Linked DNA regions of Anser cygnoides: region 1 is linked to region 2. The links are chromatin contacts, called in public Hi-C maps. All regions are on one chromosome and are shown on one strand. Each heading gives the region's core, a stretch centred on a gene start, on an enhancer-like site or on the middle of the called end of the contact. The rest is flanking DNA. Distances are from core to core; before and after follow the strand shown. Region 1 overlaps NPRL3 (NPR3 like, GATOR1 complex subunit). Region 2 holds the start of RHBDF1 (rhomboid 5 homolog 1).

Region 1 (5,841 bases), core at 2,082-4,581, 49 kb before region 2:
TTGTGCTCAGGCATTTTTACAGAGTTCTCCCATGCTTGTGGGTAGTTGCTGTTCTTTCCTGAAGTATTCAACTCCTTCTCCACTTTCTTAACTGTTCAGAGGACATTCTCTGAGAGGCAACACTTCAAACATTTGAGATTTTTGAAATGTTTGCTCTTCATTACCAGATAAGTGGTTACAAAACCTGTGAGAAAGAAAAGTAAAAATCATAATTGGTGGTATCTTAAGACAGAATTTGTGGGGGACGCTTTGGATGAGTTTAGTGGCAATGCAGATTCATAATTATCCTGGAGAGAGGAAAGGATCTCATTATTGCTTCCCTGTCACCTCTTTCATCTGGATAAAGCAACAATTTGAAAGCTTTTGAATTGCAGATGCCAAAAATGACTTCAGTTTCTTCAGAAAATCAGCTGCCGTAATCAGGCAGCTGTCTTAATGATGTGTATTTTGCAGTTTGCCCATGCACTAGGTTCTTTAGCAAAGCCATCCTGAGCATCTGCAAAATGTTAATTTCCATTCCACTGTAGATTGAATTGACAACCATAACTCACTCTTAAGTCAGCAGTGAGAAAGAGAGAAGGTAGAGTAAACAGATTGGTTCTCTGGGTAGGATGCTAGAGTGTAAAAATAGAAATGTTTATACAAGATACTCTTGGTTACTTGTGACTTTATGAGACACCGCAACTGGGAGGTCGTGCATGTATTTTCTCTCATTTTGTCCTGTAAACCATTAGAGATGAGTGCCTGGGTGAGCCTGTGGCTCTTAGTGAAAGTATAAATAATTGTGGAGAAGCCACTGCAGTGAATGAGCTGATCATCCTCATTACCCCAGCAGAGGTTACTGTGTCAGGTCTACTTTTTGCTTCATCTTGAAGAATAACAGCCTAATGAGGGCTGTGCTACAGCAAATAGCTGTGCTGTATCAGCTGCCTACCAGAACAAATTCCTACTATAAATGCGTAGTTAGTGCACTAAATATACTGTAACTGACCTTCTAAGTATAGTTTTGTGTGTGCACGAAGGGATGGTCTATTTTCAGTATAGCAGTAAAGTTCAGCCTGATATATTTTCATGTGTCTATGCCTCTGAACTCCTGTTATTCATTAAACAGATACCAGAAAGAACTTGTGCCTGTCCATTATGATGCAAAGCCAGTATTTGCAAGGCAGAAACCTTAAGGGGGAAATAAGGGATATGGGAGCTTGGCTTCAGCATTGGCTGCAGTAATCCTCATAGCATTGAATCGGAATTCAAATCCAAGTTGTTTCCATAGGTGCTGCTGGAGAGGAGGGATGGCATTGTCCTTCCAGAACTAAACTTGAGAAGGAAAAAAGCTCTTTTTGTGCTAGATCTTCAGTAAGGTACATAAAGTATTCCTCAATGCACATCCAGCAGTGCTTTTAAAGACAGTTTGAGGCTTCACTCGTTGCTTCTCTCCCAAGCAACAGGTGTAGAGTCACTTTTGGGAATTTTCTTACTCTTAGATTGAGAAATAGAGGTCCTTTACTCCATAGAGGAATATTCGTAGGTGTTGTTAAGCTGTGGACAGTTCTGCCCCATCTTCAAGCAGTGTTGGAAAGGGTGTCTCCTTGGCCAGATTTAAGCTAATTTTACTTGAATGACTAACCTGAGATATCTTTTTTTTTTTTTTCTTTTGTCTGAAGCAGTTTAGAGAACTGCTCTACCACCACAGTGCTGATAGCAGGGCAGCTCCTGTAACTTGAATGGGGAGGATGGTGATGAGCAATGGAAAGAAAGAATCTTCCATCACTGCATCTGGACCTGGAAGCACACATCTGTCAACAGACGGATTTGTGCAGCTTCGGGGTGACCCAAATGCAGTGTTGCCCTGAGAACTGCCATCTTATGTCCTGTTTGGGTCCCATAGATGCTTACTGCCTGACAACGTGAAGATAGTGCCTGTCTTCACTGGAGCTGTAAATGCGGGTGCTTGGTGTAACCCTTCTGTGGGGCAGTGTTCACTGTCTTATGTCATTGTACTGGGCACTTCCCTCTGCCCTGCCTATGCTAGTGGTTTATTCCTGTGTAACACCAAAATGAGCTTTCAGTTCACTCCTCCTTTCTTAATTGCTGTATTTTCCAGGTAGGAGTTGCCTGGGACAGATGAAGTGAGGCATTTCCCAGAGCTCTGGCTTGCAGGCATGCACACGGACACAGGCGCATGCATGCGTGAAGGAGCCCAACACAGAGTTACTTGGCTCGGGTCAGTCAGGACAGATGGGAACCAGGAGCAAAGCGTGGGGCTCATCAAGCCTGACCACTGACTTCTGTGGTGCACACGCCTGAGCATGTTGTCCATGTATATGTCATGTTAGAGGCAAATGATACATTAGTGAGGGAGAGCGGCCATCAGACTGAAAGAAATTATTCCCTTCTACCTGGTGCTGCACCTGGAAAACTCTCTCGTTCCCCTCTCTCTCCTCCCCCCAGGTCATGAAGAGCATGGTGAAGGTGGAGATGGGCCCGTGCTGGCTGCTGGGTTGGGGTCTGGGGCATGGGACAGGCGGGGAGGCTCATTCAGATGGGGCTTATTCAGGCCAGCAGAGCGGAGGCTGAGGGGGATCCAACGCCTGCCTGCAGCACTTTGGAGGGCACTTACAGCAGATGATGGAGCCAAACTCTTCTCATTACTGGCAGACGGTTAAACGAGGGGCAGCAGCATCAAGTTGCAGCTTGGTAGATTCTACTTCGACGTTAGGGAAAACTTCTCCAGGAGGGCGATGCTGCCCAGGACAGATTACCCAGGTATGAGGGAGGATCACTACCCTTGGAGAGTTACAGAGCTTGGGCAGAAAAATCTACAGTGTTGGCAATTCTCCAGCTGGGACAGGAGGCTGGACTAGGCCTTGGAGGTGACTTCCAGCCAGCGTTTTTGTGATATTCTTTAATATCCTCTCTAGCTTTTATTGGAATGGAAACTATTTCATCTTGACCAGTTACAAATCCAGACTCTTTTTGAATATAGGATGGATGTATTTATTGGAAAACTCCTACTTAGTTTGCGTTGCTGTTGAAAGCCAGGTCGCAATCATTCACACATAAGTCAGTTGTGCCAGGGGATGAGAGTTTGGACAGTCACTGTGAGCAGCTTTGTAGGAGGGAGAGAATACGGAGCTTTTAAAATCTTTAAAGTGACTTTCTGAATAGTGACACAAGTTAGGGGAGGAGGAGCTTTGGCCAGGGACAGATAGCAACATAGTGCCCAGACAAGGCTAGACAGCATTTGATTCGTCTTGGAAAATCACAGCAAATAAATCTGGGCCAAAATGAAATGGAGAATTCTAGAAAGCAGTCCTTCTGGGGGAAGAATCTGGTAGAAGAGATAGGTAGTCATTTTTAGAAAGAAAAGGATGTTAACCCCCTAGCTAGCTAAAATGTGAGCATGAAAAGAAAAAAATCCAAGATCAGTAAGTGTTTTCAAAAATCACCATTAATACTTCAGGCAATGGTGCGTTTTTGACGCACACAACCCCCGCTTTGCCTGCTAATGGCCACTTTTCAGTGTGCTGGTTACCATCGACTGGGGGAAGGAAGCTGATTAGCCTAATTTAAATGCCCCGTGGGAGATACTGCAGGAGGCCAATGCACTCCACAGATAGGGGAAATGTAAATATGACTGGAGCCCGTTGTTTGTTTGCACTGCAGACTTAGCAATTATGTTCTACATAACGGTGCCAACTTGAGAGCTGGCAGATGTACATCAAAGCAGAAGGGAGCGTGTGCAGCGTGTTGTGCTTGCACTGCATGCTCATTTTGCTGGGGAACTGCACACCCCCAGGCTGTCTGCAGGGACGAGGCAGCTGAGGTACCCTGCAATGAGCTTACCCATGGCCGGGGAGTGTGAGGAGGGTGATGGGAGCAAAGAGAAATGACAGGAGACTGGAGGTGACCGATAACTTAAAACCACGTGTGTGTGGTATACAGGGAGGCTGTGACGAAGGGAGACTCGTTGCATACAGACTCCTTTCCAGGTGGCCGTGAAGGGTGGTGGGGTGACAGGAGTGCCCAGCCTGAAGAGCAGAAGACAACCAGGCAAGCTTCAGTCCTTCAGTGAAAGCAGGAGAGGCCCCGTCCTACCATCACCTGAATATAGGCAGGAATGCTTTAAGGGATATTTGGCATCTTTCAGGGGCCGTTCCTGCATGAGGACTGTATGAACGAATTGGAAAACAGATCTTGTCATCTCCACTCATTTTTACTGTCAGTTGGCATAAAGCAGCCGGCCAGTATATTCCTAAACTGCAGATGGGTATGGAAACATGAGCAAAAGCTGATGAATTCCAGAGCAGAGCATGTGATGTATAACACATGGAGATGCACATCTTTATGTTTAACTGGAGAAATGATTCTGGCGTACGTGTTTGGGCCTTGGCTAGTGGGAGTAGTTTGAGTGATGTGCAGCATGGTTCCTTCATTTGGGAGGTTGTTAAGGCAATTAAGAGGCTGTGCAGCAAACCTGAGCTTTATCTGAAGGGCTGGCTTGGTGGTTCTGCTCTGACGGGTCTCGGGGGAGCAGCAGCTCCTCCGCCATCAGGGACTTGCTGCAGTGAAGAGCCTGCAGTTTGTCTGACCCTGCTGTGACTGACTGCGCAGGGCCGAGGTGAGCTGATGTTTGTGCAGCATGTCGGTGCCCAGCAAAGGGATATCTGTACTGACTGACGAGAACTGGGCGTGTAAGTAGTCACTGTGGCTTTAGCTTAGAGTCAGGGTTTAGGGGCTCTTTCAGGACTTCGTAATTCCCAGAGCTTCTCTGTGGTGATCCTGGCCAAAACTGCCATCTCCCTATTGCAACCACTCCACCCACCCCAAGCTAACCAAACCTCAAGAGTGCATGACCTGTAGTTACCAAGCCACTTGGACTGCTCTGGGGGAAAATAGCCTCTTAAGTCTAAAAGCAAGACTAGACTGCTGCTGCAGAGCTGTGACAAGCGCATTGTAGATCCAGCTAAGAGACTGCAGAAGTAAATCAGTCACTTCTTGCTTTCTCAGGGCTTGTTGGCACTTGTGGTTCTGTGCTTTCTGGAGTTAAAACTACTGACAGGCTCAGGAAATGCCCTAGGCTAGGAACCCTTTTGATACAAGGAGGGCCTTTGCAAAACCCCAAGGCTGTGTTTCCTTATTACAGACTAGCTGCCATGTGATGTAGGTATCGGGGCAGCACGGGAGCAGGGCACCCTTAGAACAGCTGGGCACCGCTGAAGCAAAGTAAGTGTGATGGAAATTGCACACATAAGTAAATGAGAATTTAGTGGGTGATGTCCCCTGTACTGATTTTCCAGGGGACTTCTGTGCCAGGCATGCCTAAGATAGGAACAGATTTCACTCAATTCACTTTTCGTGTAAATGAGGGACACAACCCAAACGTCTTCTGATTTGCATCCCATGGGAGGGGAGACCTTGAGGGTGGCGGTATTGGTATCGAGTCTTGCTGCATCCACTTGCTTTTGGCCTACATGCCTCCCTTGTTCTCTTTCCCTGCAGGCTGCTGCACTATTTCCGAGGACGACACCATTTGGAGGAGATCATGTACAACGAGAACATGCGTCGCTCCCAGCTGCTGATGCTGTTTGACAAATTCCGCAGTGTCCTGGTAGTGACCAGCCATGAGGACCCTGTGATTTCAGTTTTCCAGTCCCTCTTAAAATGACTCTACAGGCAAAAACCTGCCACATGCTTGATACTCTAGGAGATGCTTAAAACATAAGAGATGAATTCAGTTCCTTCTTGCCACATGACACAGAGCAGGTTCTCTCCCTCCGTGCCTCCATTTCCCATCTTCATCCTGCGGTTACAGCTGAGGCCAGTCTATGTGAGGGGCTC
Region 2 (6,662 bases), core at 1,545-4,044:
ACATTCCCAAGGCAGGCTGCGCTAATGCCGCATAGCTGGACAGCTAAGGCTCTTAAGACTGTCAGTGCTGGCAGATTCAATGCCTGATTACACAGGATAACTGTTCCAATGAGCATTGCATACAAACGTGTGCACAGGAGGGAGAAGCGTGGGGTGCTGATGAAGATGAGGAGCATGTGAACTACCCACTAGAACTAGGCCATTCTGTGCTGCCCGGACTTCTGGCTGGTGCAGACCCGTGAGTGCCTGGGCGAGTGTGCAGCTCGCCCAGCTTGGAGGGAGCAGTGAGAGTGAGCTGCGGCAGTAAAACTTCCGTACTTCACAATGGAGGATATCTGTTGCACTGGGTCTTGACCACGTCTTGTGGTAGGATCACAGTTTCTCATGGATTTCAAGCAGAAGGGAGGAAACTCCAGCTTCCAGCAGAGAAGAATGAGGCAAATTGATGTAATTACATGTTCCTGTTAAACATAACAAGCACCGAAAGATAACTGTCCTTCAGCTGGCTCTCAGAGGCCATGTTTTGAACAGCAGTGCTCCCTGCAATTCCCCCCCCATAACATTCCTCCCCTTTGGACACTGAGTGAGGCAAATAATCTTCAGTTTTCCCCCTTTGCTAGGTGAGACCTGAGCTGAGTATTTCCTTTTTCAGAAAAAGATCAGAGGCTCCTCTATTTTCAGGAGAACTCTTTTTCTTCCAAATAGTGAAACCAAAGACCCAGATAGTGGTTTTTGTCCTCTGAGAAGTGCGTTTGCATCTGGGAAGCTCTTCTGGTCAGGGTGGGTACGACCGGCCTTAGGCTCACATTGACCCTGAGTGATGACACCCATGTGAAACACCACTGGAGGCAAACACCTGGTATCCCAGTCTAAACACAGAGGAACCCACCCTAGTAGTTGCTGGTTGGTCACCAGCTGGAGAGGGATGGAGAACAGGACTGCAGCTTGGGGCCAACCCCCCCTGCGAACAGATGCCAGCTTTGGAGGGGAATTTCCTAAGGCCTTCCTGGGGAGCAACATTCAGCGAGTAGAGATGGAAATACCTCCTTCACCATCTGAGTCCTCTGCCTGGTGTCTCGCAAGGACTACTTCTCTCCCCCCCCCCCCCCCCCCCAAGCAGGGCTCCTATCATAGAATCATGGAATATCCCACAAGGACCCAGTCCAACCCTTGGATCCACACAGGACCACCCAAAAAACAAACCATGTATCTAAGAGCATTGTCCAAACACTTCTCAAGCTCCAGCAGGCTCGGTGCCATGACCGCTGCCCTGGGGAGCCTGTGCCAGTGCCTGCACATCCTATGGACATGTCTCATGTCGTGATCACAGGCTGGACATTGCTGTCAGATGCTGGCATTAAGTCACTTTTTATCAATGTATTTTAGGCTGATACGACTCAGTGCACTGAAAGAGGAACACCCTGGCTGGCAATGGGAGCAAGGAGAGCGTATTCTTGACCAAGAGGGTAGAGTCTACCCGAATAAGCGCAGATGCCTGCAGTTGCCTAAGGGAATCCCACCCCGCAGGCCCGGAGGGACACTGAGCATGTGGGATGGAGTGAGGAGTGCTGTCTGTGGGAGCAATAAATCACGTTTCAGTGTAAGAACTTTATTTTTCTTGCAAAATGCACATGCTGTTGGAAGGAGGCTAAGAAAGAGCAGGGGTGGGTCAGAATCACGCTGGCTCCGGTGCGTTCCTTCTGGGAGGTGCTGAAGGGCCTGCAAGTTCATCCCTTCTCTCTCATGTTACTGGACACTTCTTTCCCTTGTTTATGTGGTAGGAACATCTGAAAATAATTTGTGTCTGTTAAGCTTCATGGGGCTTTGCGGACAAGCAGGGTTACGCATGCAATTTGGTCTCCACCTTGCCGAGGACCAGCTGGGGCTGACCTGGATACGCTCACCAGCTGAGGAGACGCGCTGAAGTCAGCAGGGCTCTGGGGGCTGCCTTCGAAGCGTGGCTGTCGCTGCTGCACGCGGGCACGGGCAGGGTGGTGGCGATGAGCTCCCCCTTCACACGCAGCACCGGCAGCCACCCCACTCCTCTCCAACGCCGTCATGTGCAGGTCGGCCTCGGAGGTGCGGCAAGATGGCAAGGAATACTCCCCCCCGCCCCCGGTTATTGCTAAAATGTAAAAAGTACGCAGCTGCAGGTTTGGGTCCAGCCGAAGATGGATGTGCATGATGCAGGCCCTACTGAAGCGTCCGCTGGGGCTTTCGTGAACCTCTGCACGAGCAATACATGCTGACCACAGAGCCAGATGGAGAAAGTTTGGGCAGCGGTCCCAGGACAAAGGCGAGGACTACTGAGCAAGGGAGATGGGTGTACGCCATCCAGAAGGGGGAAACGTTGAGGCCGGGAGGAAAGAGCGAGCTTAGGAAGGGTTGATACCCTAACCATGTGCCCGGAGAAGCTGTGAAGAACCGGATGGGAAACACAGGAATATTGGGGGTACTGGGGGGGGGGGAGACACCGAGCTCCCAGCTTCGGGGCTCTCCAGGCGCCCCCGGCGGGGCTGCTGGCGGAGCCGGGCGCTCCGGGGGAGCGACTCAGGAGCACGCCGAAGGCTCGGCGCTAACGGGACTGCCTTTCCCCGGCAACCCCGTCCCCGTCCCCGCGCGGCCGGGGAGGGGACGGAGAGCCCCGACCCCCCGGGAGCCCCGCCGGGCCGCTCCAGGCTCAGCCTTCACCGGCGAAGGGGGAGGCCCGGGGCGGGGGCCCGGGGCCGGCCGCTTCCGCCCGGCGCGGCGCATTCCTGCGCCGTGACTCAGGCGGCGGCGCGGCGGGATGAGCCCCGCGGCCCCGGGCGCTCGCAGCTCCCCGGCGGGGCGTTCGCCGCCGAAGCCGGCGCGGAGCCCAGCGGCCATTTGCATGCCGCGGCTGTGAATGGCGTGCCCGGCCGGCCGGCCCCTGGCACGGGGGAGGAGTCTCCGCGCCCTGCCCGGGCCGAGCTCGGCGGCGGCGGCGGCGGCGGCGGCCCCTTAAGCCCGCAGCGGGGCGGCCCGGAGTCCGGCGGCTCGGTGCTGAGCGCCCCGCCGCTGCGCTCGTCCCCGCCTGCCCGGTGAGTGCGGGGCGGGGGCCGGCGTGCGGGTGCGGGTGGGGAGAACGAAGGGTCGGGGGGGGGGGAGGAGGGAACCCCGCTGCCCCGGCGCGCACGTGAGTTGCGGGCTCCGTCCCGCACCGCGGCCCCGCCGCCTCCGCCGCGGCTCGGCAGCCCCCTGCTGGCGGCACGGGCCCGCCGGGCAGCCCCGGGCACCGAGCGGGGCGGCCGGCCGGGGGGAGGCTGCGGAGGGCCGGGTGGCGGGGCAGCCGCCTCGTCCCGGTGCCGCAGGTGGGTGACAGGTCCCAGCCCGTGGGGCCGGCGTGGGGCCGGCCCGGTCTCCAGCAGCAGCGAAGGCGGGGCCGGGTCCTGCCTCGGAGGGGTGGCGTCGGGACCCCCGGTGACCCCGGAGGTTTCGGCTGGAGGTGAGGGTGCGGGTTCGTGGCCGGCTTAGAGCTGACCCAGGGCCACGCAGGAGCCCCGGGCCCTTCCAGCTGTCCCTCGCCACGCGTTGCCACCCGTTTGTCCCCTTACGCTGGCAGTTTGGCAGCCACCTTGTGAGCTGATAGGGGATCATAATCTTTGGAGGTAAAGGTTAGTCTTCCTCTGGATCCAGTCCCTGAGCTGACTTTTCACACTACGCACTGCTGGCCTGATGTGGGGGAATTGCAGCAGCCCAAGGCAAATCTGGCGAAAATTCAGATATTCCATAGTTCTGTGAAAACTTCTGCAGGATTGCGCTCTCAGTGCTGCATCCTTTTGGGCTTCTAAGAAAGTGACCGGTCCTTTCCCCCCTTGTAGCGCACACACACGCGTAGCTGCTGCTGTTGCACTGGAGGGCCCCTTGCGTGTATTTTGGCTTGTGCTTTTCTTTCCCGCGATGTGAGAGGTGAGCGGCAGCACAAACGACTTCTGCCTGGCCTCGGAGTGTTCCTCGTGCAGCGCTTGGTTCTGGCTGCCAGTTCTCTTGCAGGTTGGCCTCGCGGTGGAGCGTGCAGCGTTGGTCAGGGATGCCGGGGTCTGGGAGCAAGCAGGAAGTTGTTTCTTTTCTTCCTGTTTTTGTCCCTATGGCTGCTGATTTCCTCTGGGAAGAAAGCTATACTTAATGGGAAGGGACAAGGCAGCAAACACTGAAGGAAGGGAACTGAAGGCACTTCTGAATGAAGCGTGGGATGAAGAAGGCGCACGATGTTTTAACGGCAGTAACGCTGATTCAAAGACAAGTAGCTCCCCTTGTGCCGTAAGTGGGGTAAAAAGGGCCCAGTTGGGACAAGCTGGGGAGTAGAGCCTTGGGAGAACTGGGTCTGCACTCCAGTGCGTGGAATTACCTTGCTTTCCAGCTCTTCTATCTCAGCCATGCAGTGTTTGCAAGAGGGGATGAATAGTGCTAGATCCATTGAGACAGTTGGAAAAACCAAATGGGCTCCTAGGTGCCTCCTTCACGTTTTAATTGTTAAAAGGACTTTCAGAATGGCCTTGTGTGCTTGAAAGCCTGTCTGCTCTTTTTTTTCTTTTTCTTTTTCTTTCCCTTCTCCAGCCTGTCAGCCTAGTGACAGCTATCGCCTCTCCCTCCTGCTGCTTCATCTGTAGATCCTCATGGCTACCACAGTGCTTCCACTGTTAACCTAGGTCTCCGCTGTCCTTGTGCTGGGCCATTCCTGAGCCGGGGCCCGGCTGTCCTCCCGAGGGGGATTTTGGGCTTGGAGTGGAGGAGCAAGCTTTGCCACCATCTCTGTGCTCCTTGGTCCTGAGTCCCCGGGGCGGCAGCAACTCTCCTGTGTGGCCGTGTGTCAGCGGTGTGCCCGCTTCAGCGGGTTCCCATGAAAGGAGGTTAAAGCTGTGTGGTGTAAAAGCAACTCCCACAAAACTAGTTCTGCTCTGGGACTTCCCATGACAGGCCTTTTTTTTTTTTTTTTTAAGCAATACATTTGCAAGAGACCTGCCTACAAACTGGCTTTTCAGGTTCTGGGGAAAGCCGTGGGCTGGCCCAGAGCTGAGGAACGTCTTGCTCTTGCTCTGTGCAGGGTAGGCCCTAGCTTGGCCCTCACCGAGCTCCTGGCCTCTGCACCTGGCCAGGGCCAGAGGGGCTGGTGCCTTGTCGCAGGATTTGGGGACGGCGGGTTCGGTTTAGTGGGGGTCTTCAGCAGTCCTGCAGCAGAGCGAGGCTGCACGGCAGGAGTAGGAATTCCTTTTGGGATCATTGGTCTTGTTCCTCTGGAATCCAGCCCCGGAGAGTAGCCAGCAAGTCCCAGCATGTTGCCTTGAAAGAGGCAGGGTCTGCTGAGTGTAGCATGACAGGACAGTTTATTTTGGGCACAGAGCCCACATGCTCAGATATAATTAGTAAAGGTTTGATTCCATTCAGTGTATCAGATCTTTCTGCAGTGTGAACACGCAGCCTAGTTAGTGCTGAAGGTCTGAGATGGGCAACGTGAACAGGAGTCCTGAGTTGTTTTCCATTCAGTGCGTCCAGGGAAGAGGTTGGCAGAGCACCAGAGCACCCACTGTGCTGCTGGGGATGTTGCCTGCCGAGTGGGATTGGCCGTGAGCTGAACATCTGACATTTCTCTATCTGCATCTCAAGAGCTGTTTTCTGGCAGAGCAGTCTCTGATAATATTCTTCCCTTGTGGCTCCTGCCTTTCTTCCTTAGTTATCTCTGGAGGCTTTGGCATCCCATGGAGACCATGCACCCTTCTCAGAGGTTCCAGCATTAACTGTGACCCAACACGCTTCTGTTAATTCCTGTTCCTGCAGCAACCTGCCTGTCACCAATGTATGACCCATTCCAGTAAAAGCACTTAAAACCTGAGGATGGGTTCCTTCGTATTTTTTTCTGGGCTCAGATGTGGATTAGTTTCCTTTCGTTTCAGCTGAAGAGATGCTGGGCCCTATGTCTAACACTCTGTCATCATTAGCTGGAATGAAGCAGACAGGAACTGTGCAGATCTGGCACTGTTATTGTAAGGTTGCCTCCCTGCTACTGGATGTGTACTTGTTGTAGATTTAGGAAACCCATGCAATGTACGCATTGCCTGCCAGCGCACAGAGCTGTGTTGCATCCTCTGCTGAGAGCGTGACAGCCTCTCTAGCTACAAACTGCGTTGTGGGAGCTGTAACCTGAGTTTAGTGGGAACCATTGTGTCTGGGTAAAATGTCCCCGTTCTCCTGGAAGGTAGAATGAAGATGGTCACTTTTTTCACAGGAGGAGAGAATGCCCACTGTCAGGTGGGTTGTCATCTCCCCAGTTGTGGCTATATATATGTATTTTTTAATTTGTTTGATTGTTTGTTGCCTTGTTCAGAACTAGCAGACGAACCAGTTGAACTGAATGGAGATGGTGACCTGCTCGCTCTGTCAGTGTCCGGTAACTCCCCTCTGAGGTCAGCAGCCACCATGCAAGCAAATATTTAGGAAGGGATGATCTCAGCCCTTGCGGCTATCAGGCCCGAGACTAGGGAGGGAACAGGCAGATTTACCCTTGAAAGCAAGCGGATCTATCAGACGGTGTTTTTTGTGGTCATGCTAGCAGCCCTGTTTCTGCAGCCCTGAAGAGCCCTGAACTGACTCAGAGCGTGGATCGCTGCTCGCGCAGAGACCCTCGTGTGAGCACACAAGGGGAG

Evidence for each region. Hi-C and Micro-C count contacts between places; a contact is called where the count stands out from the background.
Region 1: a Hi-C map of liver shows a contact between it and region 2, with 6 times the contacts expected there. The contact joins the enhancer-like site here to the promoter of RHBDF1 in region 2. A contact is called at or near these places in 4 of 7 Hi-C or Micro-C datasets (granulosa cells and liver).

The regions. Positions count from the first base shown.
Region 1 is chr15:11,215,866-11,221,706 of Taihu_goose_T2T_genome, reverse strand. It overlaps NPRL3 (NPR3 like, GATOR1 complex subunit), which reads left to right. Exons shown (of 12, transcript XM_048062162.2): 12 at 5,503-5,841. The coding sequence ends at 5,668. Among named protein-coding and RNA genes, the nearest start is that of MPG, 23 kb to the right of the region's middle. Within about 2 kb of position 3,331, at least 2 of the 3 cell types and tissues checked have open chromatin away from gene starts, as enhancers often do. A contact at or near this core is called in liver, where this site is marked.
Region 2 is chr15:11,165,132-11,171,793 of Taihu_goose_T2T_genome, reverse strand. It overlaps RHBDF1 (rhomboid 5 homolog 1), which reads left to right and starts at 2,794. Exons shown (of 19, transcript XM_066977497.1): 1 at 2,794-3,062. LOC136786429 (a long non-coding RNA gene) reads right to left here and starts at 2,712. Exons shown (of 2, transcript XR_010825059.1): 1 at 1,891-2,712; 2 at 1,591-1,787.